Linked DNA regions of Zea mays: region 2 is linked to region 1. The links are chromatin contacts, called in public Hi-C maps. All regions are on one chromosome and are shown on one strand. The core of a region is the stretch at or near the end of the contact, and the rest is flanking DNA. Distances in the headings are between cores, read along the strand shown. Region 1 holds the start of LOC100281124. Region 2 holds the start of LOC103627799 (PHD finger family protein).

Region 1 (2,663 bases), core at 72-2,571:
TAAGGCCAGGGCTGAGTCCGAGCCCTGGGGTCGGGCGAGGCGGACTTCGTCGCCCTTCGGGGCTGAGCCCGAGTCCGAGCCCTGGGGTCGGGCGAAGCGGAGTTCGTCGTCTTCCGGGGCTGAGCCCGAGTCCGAGCCCTGGGGTCGGGCGAAGCGGAGTTCGTCGTCTTCCGGGGCTGAGCCCGAGTCCGAGCCCTGGGTCGGGCGAAGCGGAGTTCGTCGTTTTCCGAGGCTGAGCCCGAGTCCGAGCCCTGGGGTCGGGCGGAGTTTCCCACGGTGCCTAGGGCCGGACTTGGCTGCTGTCAGTCTCATCCTGTCGAGTGGCTCAGCAGTCGGAGCGGCGTAGGCGGCGCTGTCCTCTTGTCAGACCGGTCAGTGGAGCGGCGAAGTGACTGTGGTCACTTCGGCTGTCGACTGGAAGGCGTGCGTCAGGATGAAAGTGTCAGGCCACCTTTGCATTAAATTTCCTGCGATTTGGTCGGTTGGCGTGGCGATGTGGCCAAGGTTGCTTCTTGGTGAAGACTGGGCCTCGGGCGAGCCGAAGGTGTGTCCGTTGCTGGAGGGGGTCCTCGGCTGCCCTTGCCCGAGGCTGGGCTCGGGCGAGGCGTGATCGCGTCCCTCGAATGGACCGATCCTTGACTTAATCGCACCCATCAGGCCTTTGCAGCTTTGTGCTGATGGGGGTTACCAGCTGAGATTTAGGAGCCTTGAGGGTACCCCTAATTATGGTCCCCGACATTATTCAAATATTACTGTTGTCACCCGAGTATCGATCATTACTATTTACGTAAAATTTTGTGAACCAAACGACATCCTAATCGAGTCATAAACAAGGTAGGGGAGCCGTAAATAAGAATATGAGCCATAAACAAATAATAATGTGTGCGCTGAGTTGTTTGCCAAATACTATAAGATTAAAATCTCCCTAGCTTGGAGTGGGAAGGTTGGCAAAAATTGGGTATTTGACGACCCCTAATTTGTAAGGGTTTTTAGTTCTTTTCCCAAAATATATCTTTATAATATATTTATTCTCTATATTTTTCTATAAATTTAGCTAAATATAAAAATATTTGATTTAACATAGCTCTAAAAAATAATTTATTTAGATATAGAACAAGTAAAACAAGTTATTTATCTCGTCGTTGTGATGAGAATTGAGTTGATTCTATACATTGACACTTGACAGGTCGTTGCAGGCCCATTCATCGTACACACATGAGTCACATGCCCCATCGCGACAAGGCCAGCATCACGTGACCACGTCACGCGCACGGTGCACCCCTTGTACAGTAGTACTCCAAACTGCTACCCGGCTTCCTCAGCCGTCGTCTCATCTGCCGCCGCCATACTCCTGTCCACCTGAGTACCTGACCGGCATCCTTCCCCCTCCTGCCCGATCCCTCGAGGCGGAGATCCCTAGGCCGTCGGCCGGGATGGCGGGGGCGCTGGCCCTCGCGGTGTTGCTCGCCGTCGCGTCGCTCCATGCTGAGGCGGTGTGGCTGGACGTGCCACAGTCGGGGACCAAGTGCGTGTCGGAGGAGATCCAGTCTAACGTGGTGGTGCTCACCGACTATTCCATCATGTACGAGTCCCACCCCTATTCGCACCCCACCATCGCCGTCAAGGTATCGCTTCCCGCGATTCTGTTCCCCACCCCCCGCTTATTCAGTGCTGCGAGCCTTGATATGCATCCCGATTAGCGATTAGTCTGGGCCATAGAGTTTAATTCCATGGCACTTTTGTTAAGAGTATATTCTTCATGTCTTGTGACCTGTTATTCGGGGTAAATAGGAGTACTAAATAACGAGGAAATTGTGGTTCTATATGCTCGAGTCGAGCATTCTAAGAACTGTTATACTCGAGCAATATGGTGACACCAGAGCATTAGGAAAATGTAGAAAATCTGAATCTGAATGTTGGCCTGCTGCTTCGACTAGATTTGTATGAATCAGTTCATGACCCAGGTGATTCTCATACCATGTTGGTTCCTTCTGTCTAAGCAATGGTGTTTCCACCTAGGATGTCACCCATGAGTTGGGATAGAATTACAGAATCCTAGGCTATGCATTTTATGGGATTTGCCTATTTCTCTTCCAGTGAACTACTTTAAAGTTTCATAAACAATAGAATCGTAATCAAATCGTCCCCATGTGATGGAATAAGATGTAGTATCAAAGAAGGGGGCGAATTGAAATAAGTTAGGGCACTGAAGCGAGCCAGTGAGAGCTCACAGCTCAATTTTTTAAAAATCTTTCAATATCCTAAACACCATTTAGGTCTACTGTTTTAACATTGCATTGGTAAAAGGCTAAGGTAACAGTGAATGATAAGAAACTCTTACTGAGTTTTAGATCTTGTAAAAATTGGCAAAGTTGCTAGACTTATCTTTGCTATATATTCCATTCCCCATCATATCTAGTTACAAACCGACTTCATTTCTCAGTTCAGATTTAATGTGCATCACCAATGCAACATCTAGGTACTGAATACATGTTTTTGTTAGACCTAGTTGGGTAGTTAGGGTTTTGGGGTTAGCCCTTTTGTAAAGATCCACATACCCCTTTGTAATGGGTCAGGCCCACCTACTCTTGGTCTATTAATACAACTCCCAACTCTAGTTAGGATTAAGGTTTCTCATTCCAACTATTTTGTTAGCACCTACA
Region 2 (2,663 bases), core at 72-2,571, 250 kb before region 1:
ATCCTATTGGACTCCATGGAACTTTCTCCAAGACAACAAACATCACAGCTTGCAGATGCCTCAGCCCCTACGCGTGGAAGCAGAACAAGCTGCTCTAACCCAGCATCGACACCCAGAAGCTTTCTCTTCTTGTTGGGTCGCTCTGAAGTGAGAACAAACCGGCCTGTTGCTCCTAGCAGCCAATTAAGTGAAGTTCCTTCCTCATTGACAAATTGTCCTAAAACAATGCCACTACTGCTCCCAGCTTGATCCACTCCAGATGATCTCCCTCCCAACTGAATAGAAACTTCGTGTATGCCCTGTACCCCTCTGTGCCTATTAAGCTCTTTGTCGCTGACCATCTGTTGCACAACCACATCATGTATGTCATGTTCAATGCTTTGATCATTCCTCTCTTTCTGACTAGCCAGATGCACACTTTGCACGCCGCGCTCCCGATTAGTGACCACTTCTTCACCACCAACACCCAAATACAAGGTTGTTTCAGCCACAGCCACGTCATATGTCTCAGCTTGGGTTGTTGACTCATTGCCACTGCCCAGAAATGGTACTAGCATACATGAGTCAACCTTGCTGTAGCCAAATGGGAGCTTTGGTCTTAACATTTCGACGTCAGCCAGTGTTACGGGACGGAAATACGCCTCAAACTGGTCCCACAAGCCAACCTTCGCAGGGGTGACTACAGGTGACTGTGGTGGAGGCTCCGGAGCAGCATCATCAGGAGGGGGAGGCAGAATCTTCTTGTGCTTCTTCCGGGCGTCCCCTGGCCCTGCCCAGCTGACGAGCCGCGCGGGCAGCGTGGGAACCCTGGGCGCCGCCTCATCGCCCTCGAACGGCGTCCGCAGGGACACAGCCTTGGTGGCTTGCGCATACAGGTCGACACCGAACCCGGGGGCCTCCCCCTCTGGCAAGGCCTCGGCGCGCGCCATTTCCCCGCTCATAACGCCTCCAACTGGGAGGGGCGCATCGCCGCCGGAGCCCTCAGCGGAGGCTGCGTCTCCGGGGGAGGCCTCCGGCGAGGAGGGACGTCGAGGCAAGCGGAGGTAGGGTTAGGGTTTCGTCTCGAGCCCGAGCCTGTGTTTCCCTTCCGAGCGTTCTCTTTCCTGGCGAGTTTTTCCCGGCCCGAGTTTTGCGCGTGGGTCTCGGATCCAGTGGGCGGAGGCCGGAGGGAGGAGAGCGTGCTGCCCTGGTGGTGGGACTGGGACTGGGACCGGGAGGGAGGTCACATCACAGGTCACGGCTTCAGTTTTGTAAAGTTAACTGCACCGTGCAGTCCGTGCTCACTTGCCTTGCCTGGCTGGCTCGGTGCTAAAACGGCAACGTTAACTGCACCATCCGGTTGACGCTTCTCAGTGAAGCAAGAAGCAGGATCTCATTCTCTGTGAGAAACGTTTGTAGTACAACTCTACAAGTGGACCGGGTTCCGGTTGACGTCCCCAGTTCTCTACGAACTGTATTTATCTCTTCTATCTACTAGACGCGTACCTGAGTCCGTCTTGTGGATATCATAGTTGTTAAAATAGTGAAAAGTATGGCGAAAAACGCATGGTAATTCATCTCGTATGGCGTAAAGTAGACTTAACACTAGCCATGTTGTTTCTTTCAGTTGCCTTTGTGGAAGGGTTGGTGGCGTCGGACGTTATTTTATTGATGTTATTTAGACCGAGGCCATGCTCGGACGAGGCGGAGATTTCTCTCGAGGCCATTGTCGGGCCTGTGCCTGGACACGCAATCGTGTAGGGGATGGTCAGCACAATGGCCGGAGTGATCTCCTGCGGGATTCGCGGGGAGTTGGTGGCATGTGCTACTGTTAGGGCAGTTGGCCGAGACCGTGCTCGGGTGAGACAGAGTTTCCTCCTGAGTCGGAAGCCATCTTTGGGCGAGGCGGAGCTCTCCTCCGAGGTAGGGCTGGATAACAAGCCAGCTCGGCTCGACTCGTCCGAGTTCGAGCTGGCTCATTAAGCTAACGAGTCACATTGGGCCTGTTTGTTTCGGCTTTTGGCAGCTTCTGGCTACCAAAAGCTGATGCGGACTGCCAAACGCTCAGCTTTTCAGCCAGCTTCTATAAAATTCGTTGGAGCAAAAACTATCCAAAATCAACATAAACACATAATCGGTTGAGTCGTTGTAATAGTAGGAATCCGTCACTTTCTAGATCCTGAGCCCTATGAACAACTTTATCTTCCTCCACACGTAATCGTAATGATACTTAGATTCTCCCCACAGCCAGATTCTCCCCACAGCCAGATTTTCAGAAAAGCTGGTCAGAAAAAAGCTGAACCAAACAGGCCCATTGGCTTGGCTCGTTAAGCTAACGAGACATAGAGTCAGCTCGGCTCGACTCGTTTAGCTCGTGTGTAAGAGCAGAAAAATATGTACATAATAATTATTTTTAGTTAATTTCAAACCAATTTAACAATAGAAAATAGTAATTATACTCATAGTTTGACAAACCATGTTAATGTAACACCAAATTAGCATAATTCATCACTCATCAATTCACAATTTACATACATGTTCATCAGTTTTAACCCACAATTATATTTGCACAGACCAATTTAACACATAAACATAGTACATTAATCATTAGTTTAACTCATAGACCATAGACATCTCACATACATGTAACATGTGAAAGGGAAATGTGCCCTTGGGCCATTTCT

The links. Hi-C and Micro-C count contacts between places; a contact is called where the count stands out from the background.
Region 2: a Hi-C map of ear shows a contact between it and region 1, with 3 times the contacts expected there. The contact joins the promoter of LOC103627799 here to the promoter of LOC100281124 in region 1. A contact is called at or near these places in 2 of 25 Hi-C or Micro-C datasets (ear and leaf).

Annotation. Positions count from the first base shown.
Region 1 is chr5:218,694,878-218,697,540 of Zm-B73-REFERENCE-NAM-5.0, reverse strand. It overlaps LOC100281124, which reads left to right and starts at 1,321. Exons shown (of 4, transcript NM_001154043.3): 1 at 1,321-1,625. The coding sequence starts at 1,434.
Region 2 is chr5:218,940,663-218,943,325 of Zm-B73-REFERENCE-NAM-5.0, reverse strand. It overlaps LOC103627799 (PHD finger family protein), which reads right to left and starts at 1,321. Exons shown (of 19, transcript XM_008648099.3): 1 at 1-1,321. The coding sequence starts at 941.